Linked DNA regions of Gossypium raimondii: region 2 is linked to region 1. Evidence: chromatin contacts called from public Hi-C data. All regions are on one chromosome and are shown on one strand. The core of a region is the stretch at or near the end of the contact, and the rest is flanking DNA. Distances in the headings are between cores, read along the strand shown. Region 1 holds the start of LOC105791870 (DNA (cytosine-5)-methyltransferase CMT2). Region 2 holds the start of LOC105791886 (26S proteasome non-ATPase regulatory subunit 13 homolog B).

Region 1 (5,338 bases), core at 743-3,242:
TCTTATTTATAAATATTTTCATCGAAGTATCATATTGCAATTTGTTATCCATATAATTGGTTATTGATGTAGAAAAATTATAAATTTATATTGTGCCTATATACAATTATTAATTGATTTGTTTGAGTTGATGTTATAGATTAATTAAATATTAATTCATCAGTAAATATTATTTTGAGTGATTTTATTTTTATATAGAATCTATAAAAATAATTTAAATCCATAGTTAATTTAGAAAAACTCATTTAGAGACTTGAGAATAGAAAATCTAGATATTCATAGATATAAGTTTTATCATTCTAACTAAATTTTAATTAAGATTTTAGTAATTTTATAAATAAAAATTATATTTATACTATTTATAAAGTTATTTATTAACTTGGTGTCATCCATCTCGATCTCAATTCAATTAAGAAACTATATAAAAATATTTGTAAAGTAATTTAAATGATTTTGTGAGTATTTTTTACTTTTTATAAAAAAAAATTGTCTATAATGAGGTTTTTTTTTCTTGATAAAGTCCATAATGATATTTGAACCAATGACGCTATGCATATACTTTTTTTATAGAAAAGGACAGTATTAAGCGATTACACTAGATAAAATCATAATCAAGAGTAAATAGACATGTTGCGATCTCTTTCCAACAAGTTCATGACCAAAGCTTGTAGGGATCTAAATAAACGTATCAAAGAGCTACTTGTATCAGCACATTTAGTCATGTGATTAGCAACACCATTAAGAGTTTACCGGATATGCCGGATACAAATTTGCCATTTTCGACCCAAAACTTGATGTAACAGCCGTAGTTCCACTAAACTACTATTAGCTCATCTACCAGACAAAAGTTTATCAAACTTTAATAAATATATTTGTCATATAAAATTGTTAAATATTTGTATAAATCGTACATATTTCATATATTATTAATTGTTGTTTCAACCTACATCCACATGTGATTAGGGGTGAACAAAACTTAATTCGATTTGAAAAAAATTCGAATTTTGAGTTAATCGAATTGAGTTATTTGAATTATTAGAGTCAACTCAAATAAATAATTTGAGTTTCGAGTTTGAATCAAGTTGAATTTTACAATTTACATAACTTGAATAATTCAAATAACAAATTGGTGCAAATACCCTTTTGGTCCTTGCCAAGTTAGAAAATGAGAAAATTGGTCTCTCTCAACAAAATTACAAAAATTCAAAATAAATTTTAAAATTCAAAATATTTATAAAAATTCTAAAATTTATATTTATTAAAAATTATAAAATTCTAGAATAATAATTTTGTGAACCTAAATAAGTAAATTAATGATTCAAGTTTAGCATACTAAAACATATATTTTTATTTTGCTTTGAAAAAAGTTTTTAAATATATATTGTTTCAAATTTATGTGTTATAACATAGAATTAGTTATACTGTAACAATATTTTAATTTGACATGTTTAATTTTTTAATTCAACTCGAATAATTTCACTCGATTCGATTCTACTCGAAAAAAAAATTCAAATCGAGTTAGGACGATAAAATAAGACTCGTCAACTCAATTAATTCAAAAAAATTTTCACTTGATTGGATCGAATACTCGCCTCTACATATTATAGGATTTCTAATTATTATTTAAATGACTGATTTAGTTGATATCACTTGTTAACTAAATTCTAATTCAATTGAGGAACTATCAAAATTATTTTTTATAAAGTACCAAACATTTCTATAAATATATTTTATTCATTTTATATTTTTACGTAGAATCTTAAAAAATTAAAATTAAATTTAATACGTCATAGTTTTTTTATACTTACCTTCACCATTTCAACAAAATCTTAATTTTTATAAAAAAATTAAATAAATGTTTTGTCGTAAATATTATATAATCTATTTTTTCTATTTATCATAAATGGCGTAACATAGTTAAAAATAAATACGATCATATCTAAAGTGACCAATGCGTGCTTGCTTTTCATAATTGTGCGCTCTGATTGATCTGATAACCCATTCTCAAAACGTACAAGCCTTCAACAGCACAGATTTAAACACATCAATCCCGTAATTTATCTTTTTCAAATAAAAGAAACAACGTTTTTCCTTGTCTGAACTCCCAAAAGCTGGAGTGCAGTGTAGATCGTATGGAGTGAGGCAAAGTGAACTCAGTTTCTGCACTTACCGATGCAGTGGCCTCCCGCGGTTCCCCTTATGCTCCACCTTCACTCTTCCATCCACATTTGAATTTTTTTGTTTTTCTGTTTGGTTTCAAATCTTGTTTTATCTTCGAAATTATCGAAATTGCCTTTTTTTTTTGTCGCATTTATGGAGCCAACAGAAAATTCCGACTCTGATTCCAAATCTCAGTCTCTTACTTTGGTCACAACCGGAGACGATAATGTGGAGCAGCCATTGCCTCTAGAGATTTGCGTCCCGGAAGAAATTGCCGCCGGCGCCGATGATAACAAGCTTCTACCGAGAAGATCCGCCAGTATCTTTCAGTTACTTCCAATTCGGAGTGTTTTTTCGAGGAAATCCGATATAGAAACGGTGCTTGAGAGATGCCTGAGAAGGTCGCCCAGAAATTCAGCGTTGTTCGTTAGGGAGAGCGCAAATGTGAGGCCCAAGGCCATTGTGAGTTTAGAAACTGAAGGTTGTAAAAGGAAAATTAAGGAAAGTACAACTGTAGAGGGTAAGAATCTTAGAAGGTCGCCAAGATTTACTACCATTTCAGCTGCCGCTGAAAATAAAAAAGTCCTCTCTCTTTCCGCGAAGGTAACGCCATTGCTTTTTTGTTTTTCCACTAACTTAAGAATTTAATTTTCCATCGAGATTTTCTAAATTTATTCTGAAAATAAAGAAGAAATATGTTTAACACATTGGGCTGTAAATTAAGGTAAGCTAGGAGGTCTGCCATAGTTGTTGCCTTAAGGGATTATGCGTCCAGCCTTCTTGGTTGGGTTCGGTAAACAGGCACTAGATATTTCGGCGTAGTAAGTTTAGCAGCTAGGTGTGTTGGCCCCTATTCATCGAGCTAAAGTATTAAGTCTTTTTTTTTTTCCCGGTAATAAAATCTTCCTCTATATTTTTTGGAAGGATTTCTCTATTTTTATATTATCTAAGAAGACGGTTTCAGTTGTAATTAAGGCTTTAATTGTAGTTCTATTTGGGTCAACGTAAATTAAAAAATAATACATGTAAATGTGGGTCACATTTATGGCTTCTTAATTCGTCTAATAAATGGCTTTGATTTTCTGCTGCTATATTTCTTGTGGGTTTTTTTCAAATGCTTTACAAGTCAAAGATGAAGGCTTTTTTAGAGGTATGCAACTTACCTGATTCATTTGTGTGGATTCTTGTTCATAGGTTATGCAGAGTCGAAGCTCAAAAAGTCAACGGTTCAAGTTAAAGTGAGTAGCAATTGCTAATTTCTTTCATTGGTGCATTTTAGTAATATGACATGGTCAACCTTGCTCTACACTGTGTGTTCCTGATCTTTCTTTTTATGCTATTTTTTTGTGTCGGTAGAAATAAAGGGGCAAAAATCATGAATATTGAAAGAACCAATGGAATGGGGTTGAGGAGATCTCCACGATTGACTTCGGCCCCACCTGAAACCAAAGGTCGCGCATCAAAAACTATTTTTAAATCCTCTGACAAAGGTTCCTACTCTGAAACAAGATCTTCTGGAAAGTTGAACGGCAAGCGATTATGTCTGTCAAAGACCGAGGAAGCGGATAAAGGAACTTTTCCTTTAAGGCATAATGAGACAAACTTAAGGCTTATTATTGAAAGGCAGTTAAGAAGATCTCTGAAATTTAGCCAGGCTACTAAAAATGGTAGCAGTGATATCTCTGTTAGAAGATTGGATATGGATGAAGTGGTCTTTTCTGAAGAGAAGCTCTTGGGAATTTCTCCCAGTTCCATGCACGCAACAGAAAATGGCGACAGTAATGCATCTTTTAGAGAACATAGGAGGGAAATGTCTGATGAAAAGCAGTTGAAAACACCTTCCTCACTTTCTACATTATTGGCTGAAGGTGATAGTGCTAAAGTAAACTCTTCTTCCAATAGATTATCCAATTCATGTGATGAACAGCCTTCCAAGAAATTTAAGATCTCATCAGCAGAATCAGATATGGGAACCTCAGATGAAACATTCTCAAAGAAAGCCAAGGGCTCGTCTCTTTCAGGAAAGAAGAAGAGCCAATCCAAGACTGATGTTATATTTATAGGCAATCCAATCCCGGATGACGAAGCTCAAGAAAGGTGGCGTTGGCGATATGAAATGAAGGTGGTTGATATGAATTACACTGTCAAATGCTATTTCTTTGATTGATTAGGCTGATTGAAGCAGTGACCATAAGTTTTTACTTTATTTTGCCTCTCTTTCCTTTTCTGTCCATTCTGATATCCCTTTATCTTGTTTGAGCATTATCTGGCATGCATTAAAGCATCTTTAGTTTTCAACATTGATACATCGGTAAGTAACTATGCATCTAGCTTTTGCTCCTTTGGAGTCTGGACTATAGTGCATGTAGTTTGCTGCTATAGTGTTCATAAGCACTTGGTTTTAATTTTTAAAGAGAATGGTTTGGGGATGAGCTGGAATATTAGTAATTTGAGTGCACTAGTATTTTTCAATGCTGATTGTGAATATCTTGTACTTTGCAGAATACAAAATCTAACAGAAAACTCATCTCATCGGAGTAAGTAACCTCTTATGAGCTCTGCCTGCTTAGTGGTTTAGTTATCTTGATTTAGCTTTTATCTCAAAATTGCTATTAACCTTTTTATCTTCATCTTCTTTCTTGGGCTTATAACCCCTGTTCCTAATGTGATAGTGATGATGATGATGATGATGAAGACAAGGTAGTTTGGAATGTGGAATGCCATTATGCTCAAGCTGAAATTGATGGATGTACCATAAATCTTGGGGATTGTGTTTATATTAAGGTAAATGTGATCAACACACGGTGTGTTTTAAAATTTGTATATATACATTTAGGTTCTCTTAATTAATGTTGGGCAAATCAAGTTTACGTGGTCTCTCTTCTAATCCTTTTCTTCTTGTCTGCCTATGGCAGTTCTACATTTCAATAATATGGCAATTGAAGCAAGCAAATTCTCATGGGATAAGGATTTTTTGCAGGGTGAAGAAGCAAAACACCACATTGGCAAGATATTAGAATTTTTTAAAACAACAGATGGAGAAAATTATTTTAGAGTCCAGTGGTTTTATAGAGCTGAAGATACAGTAAGTACAGAAATTAAGATTTCTTTTAGATCATGCACTATTTCTTATCCTGACCTTTGTTGCTTCTGTTCTGCACATCATGCAAAGGTTATG
Region 2 (5,326 bases), core at 1,452-3,951, 200 kb before region 1:
TTAAAAGCACATTTTCTTAATCAAGACTGCATCGATCATCTCCATAACAATTGGACCAGTTGCAATATATAGTGAATTTAAGAAACTTGATAAATATATGCTTACAATTGGATGAGCAAGGAGTTCTCCAAAGTTGTAGATGTTATCTCCCAAAAGAGCAGAAAGGGACAGATCAAATGCCAAATCCTATATCAAAAGAGTTCAAATAAAATTAAATGAAATGAAGTCAATGGACAAATATATTCCTAGCAATTTCTTTAGTTCATTTATTTCCATCAATATTATGACTGGGGTGTAAGGGGCTGGAAAACAGAATATTTAAGCACATCAGCCATCAGACTTCGGAGGCACTGCTGTTAGATGAATAGGTTGATAAAATGATAATTACAAGAAAAAAAAAGCAGGGGGACTCTGAATAACAAGAACTTTTAACATAAAAGCTTGATATGAGTAAAATGGCTTGTTGGTACAGTGTTAGACTTCCAATAACCATATTCAACTCTACACAGCCTAAAATATATTAAAAAACAGAAAAAAGAGTAAACTTAATGAGCTCCAATAATATCACAAGGCAGTACTATTGGACTGGCAGAGAACACATAGAAACATACCAGCTTAAAAGATTCTGAGAGAGACTCCACTGATGTGTATGCAAGATAAAGGAGAGCACTTCTGTAGAACTCAGCAAATTCTTGGCGAAATTTATGGTATTGAGATGAAACCCAGTAATAGGTAGCATATACAGATGGATCTATGTCAGTCATACTGTCAAGGGTACTCTTCCCATCTTCAAGAAGTTTCTTGCACTCCTTTTGATCACCTTGCTCAAGCTTGAATTTGGAAATTTGCATCTTAATATAAAGAATTGGCTCTTCTATGCGCTGCTCCTTAGTAGCCTGAAGCTTTTCAATCACCCCTTCAAGGAAACTAATAGCAGCCTCTTTCTCTGCGTACTGCTGAGAAACTATAACAGCGAAATGTGCAAGCTTGAGAGGATTAATCTTCGTCTCAAAGTCAGTGATAAAGTTACGATACAACTTTATCAATGCATCTCCAGCCTGAAATTTGCGAGAAACAAGTGCCATAGGAAGTTAGATGACCTAGCCAATATCTAGCACATGGGGTGCAATTAGTTCATTTGCTACCATATTATTTACGTACATATGAATCACTAAAACAAATAGAAAGCCGAGTTTCTTGTAAATGAAAATGATCAAGTAAACCACACTTCAGATTAGTTATCCATGCATTATTCACTGAGGGACACGAGAGCAGTAGGAAACCACAACTGAAATTTCCAGATGTACTCTACGAAAACAAGAGGTGTAAAGGAACATAACTAGGGATGGCAACGGGTTAGATATCTGTAATTTCAGTAAAATTTGGATTCGAGTCCGCAAATCTGCTTTAAAATCCAAATCATTATAAGCAGCTTAAATATGAGTATTACTATCCAAATCTGAAATCAAATTAATTAAATTATTAGTCAAATAACAGACTTGGCTAAATAAGTACAAAAATGTTTTTTAAATAAAAATTTCAAAAAGTAAAAAGGATAATGGATTTGGATATCCGAATCGTTATTCATATTCGTAAAGTGAATTCGCATACCTATTATCCAAATCCACATCCATTACCAGTGAAAGTAAAGTGGATTCGGATAATGAATACCGAATGTTAAAATCTGCATCAGCTTTGAATAGCTGGGATAGTAATTAGAATTTCTGAATCTGAATATTATCAGAATCCACAATATTTGAATCTATAAAAAGCAAGTTGGATGTCCACAAATATCCCAATCCGCATTATCCATTGCCATCCCTAAGTTACATAACATCACCACACTTCAAATTTCTACAATTCAGAGAAGAATTTTGCCCTAAAATAAACATGCCAGAGCTTTAGATGCTAATTATTGTTATTCATGTACTTTATCCAGCATATAATTCATGGAAACTGAAGATTTCCACTAATTCTTTTTTTACTGCAAGTTAGCAACAATTCTATGCAAAAACATTACAATAAAAAAATTAAAGGCAAAACCCAAGTGAGTATACTTTCTTTAATAAGCTCCGAGTTGTTGAACATCAAAGCAATAAAGTATAAACAATTCTTATTTATTTCGTTTCAAATTTAAGACTAAATAGTAAAAAGTAAAATAAAAAACAAAATGGTAAGAGTAGTATTAAAAACCCTAATAAATCCTCGACAATGAGATCCAAATTCTACTATAAACCCCTAGGGGAAAAACAAAAAGAAAAGAAAAAAGTAACCAGCTCCATTCAAAAACCCTAACTCCTAAATTCTTAAAACCATAATATAAAAGAGATCTACGAACTCTAAACCCAAACAACACGGAATATATATACATAGAGAGAGAGAGACCTGGAAGACGGTGAGACCAACGAACTGCTCAAGCTTGAGAGTGAGCTGATGCCAGAGCTTCTTTTGATACAGATCTGCAAGAGAATTATACCAGTCGGCTAGCTCTGGATGCTCATTTCGAAGAGAGTCTAGGTATTGCAAGGCCGCCATCGATCCCAAATTTACTCCACAGAGTCGAAACAGAGAAAGAGAAGCTGAAGCCTTAAAGATTTAGATGCGTATGTTCTTTTTTTTCAACTTTGGTTCTCTGTATCTATATGAATTCTGAAGGGGAAAACAAAGAAAAGCCGTCAGCTCAATCGACCGAAGGAATAGAAAAAAAACATACCCAAAAAAGGGAAAATTATATGTCGGGTCGGCTTGTGGTGTGGGTCGGATCATTTAAGACTTTGGTTCATAATGGGCTTTGCTTTTCCGTGTTTCATTATATTGTTTTTGCACAAATGATTTGGCCTTCCATTAAGCTAGTAATTCAGGGCAAAAACTAAAATTTGGATTTTAGGATTTTGTTGTAATTCTTTATGATTTCATATGTGCAGTAAGATTAGATAATTATTGTAATTGTCATCACGATTTGAAAAAGTTCCTAACAAGTTAGATATGAAAATATAAGTAACGTTAGGATTAGAGTTCAAAAAGAGAAAAAAATATAAGTCCAAAAATGGCTTAAATGGTACAATTTTTGGTCCGTGCCTTGAATCAGCTGTTTTATTTTTGATTCGTTGTTTGTTTTACTACTATTTTATTATTATATTACTATTATTTTGTTTTCATTATTTAGATGTTGTATAACTTTTATTTTATTCTTAATTTTGTTATTATTTTAAGGTATTTGTTTGTTAAGTTATAATTATTTTAATGTTATTTAAATATAAACTTTTTTAAATATGTTTTCAATTTATTGAGAAATATTTATTTTAATATTTTTAGTGTATTTAACGTATTATATTTTTAAAATTTATTTTATATAAAAAATAATCTAAAAAAATTAATACAGGCGGGTAAGACTCAATTTTAGCATTTTTAATTTGAGTCAAGTTTGAGTGAACTTTTAGGTCTATTTTTCGAGCTGAGCTGAACCCAAACTTAAAAAATAAGCTTAAAATTTTATATCCGAACCGGTGACCAATTTAAGATTATTGTGGTTAGCCAGAAAAATAGATTTGATATACTGGGTTTGGTTTGGAAGTTCAGTATTGCAAAGAAACTATATGACATTTTTATTAGGGCTTTCTAAGTTATTTAACCAAAGTTTCATAAATTAATGACTTCAATTAAGAAATCAAACAGAAGATTAACATAGATATTAAACAAGGTTCAAAACCAAATATGAAATAAAAAACAACGCTAAATATGCTTGGGCATTAATGAACAATTAATAATCCCTGTAACATATAAATTTCATCAAGAAAAAATAATTAACCAAGAATGAAATAAATAAAAAATTGAATAATGAAGCAGAAACCAGATAAACAAAATTAATTAAATTTGAAACTAGATTTAAAAAAAAAAAAAGTGCTAAACGAAGAAAAAGACCTGATTGTAAACATGCCAAACATAGATGAACCTTGCAAGCAATTAATCCCACAAACAAATAAATGTCAACTGCTCCACGTGAGCAGACAGCTTTGGTTCAATTTTAAAGCTGCACTTATTTTCTCCGTTTGAGGACTTGGAAGTTTTGGAAATTTCTCTCCGTTTGCTGATTCTTGGTCGTTCCTTTTGGTGTAGAGTTCCTTATTTAAAGTCAAAACTAGTTTGTATTCATATACAATGCACTTTTTTTTCTTTTTTATAATATTAGGTTTTTTTTAATTTTTAATGAATTTCTTCAAAAAAATATTTAATAAATTTAAAAATAATGTAATTATAAATATTTTAAAAAATATTTAATTAATTTAGAATTAGTTACATTAATGTTATTTAATTTTAAAAAATTAATATTAAAATAATATAAAAATTCATCATGATTTGAATGTTAATATTAATATATTATAACATAAATAATAATATTAATAAATTCTTACAAATTATTATTTTAATGTTAAAATTGAAGAGGATGGAAAGCATCTTTTTGGAGAATGTAATTTTGTCGAAATAGTGTGGTTTGGCTCACAATACAAGATTCGCACCGGGGAAATCAGTATAAGCTAAGTGAAAGAAAGGATCCTACAAATCATGAAACTTACACTATGAGGCAAATAATTTGTGTCAAATGAGCTTATAGGGTTGGCAACTTATATTATGGAAAATAGGGTGCAAAGAAACAAAGTAATTTATGTGTTGACATCATTTTTATTTTGAAAAACGGGGTTGACTTGGATTTTAAAAAAAATAAAAATGGGAGTCGCCACCGATCCTTTTTATTTAGGTGTGATCGGGTCACCTCAAAAAGTGATTATTTTTAATAAGCAATTTGACTTTATTAAAACAACAATTTTGGTCCATGAAATTCAGAAAAATGGGTTCGAGAGTCGGTTACGTACGAGGAAGGATTAACACTCTCGTAACGCCCAAAAATTGGTACCTAATTAAATAATTAATGTCTTAATGTCGAAAATAGAAAACTTTGAATAGATTTAAAATACGATCTTTTTTTTAAAAAAAAACTTATATAAAACAAGTTACTCGATAAGACCCTCTCATTTCGAAAAGAGAAAATGTCACACCCAATGAGTTAGGGCATGATATTTCACTGCCTCAAAAACGAGCTTGTCCAAAAAAAACTCGTGCAATAAAATTTAAAAGGATATTCAATTGTTTAAGTCAGATGAAAAAATCGCAGCCCAATATGTTAGGGCACAATTTCTCAAAATTCTAAACATTGAATATTACCTTTATTATTTTTAGAAAAAATCCTCATATCGAGAAAACAACGTGTCATATCTAATGCGTTAGGACACAACGTATTGAATTCTCGATAATGAGCTTTTTATTTATG

Evidence for each region. A called contact is a pair of places that touch in the nucleus more often than the background predicts.
Region 2: a contact with region 1 is called in a Hi-C map of leaf, with 2.0 times the contacts expected there. The contact joins the promoter of LOC105791886 here to the promoter of LOC105791870 in region 1. A contact is called at or near these places in 2 of 2 Hi-C or Micro-C datasets (both in leaf).

What each region holds. Positions count from the first base shown.
Region 1 is chr8:49,382,895-49,388,232 of ASM2569854v1, reverse strand. LOC105791870 (DNA (cytosine-5)-methyltransferase CMT2) reads left to right here and starts at 1,992. Exons shown (of 22, transcript XM_012620142.2): 1 at 1,992-2,763; 2 at 3,355-3,398; 3 at 3,517-4,282; 4 at 4,663-4,697; 5 at 4,833-4,944; 6 at 5,141-5,338. The coding sequence starts at 2,314.
Region 2 is chr8:49,579,726-49,585,051 of ASM2569854v1, reverse strand. It overlaps LOC105791886 (26S proteasome non-ATPase regulatory subunit 13 homolog B), which reads right to left and starts at 2,701. Exons shown (of 6, transcript XM_012620176.2): 1 at 2,386-2,701; 2 at 612-1,058; 3 at 106-186. The coding sequence starts at 2,535.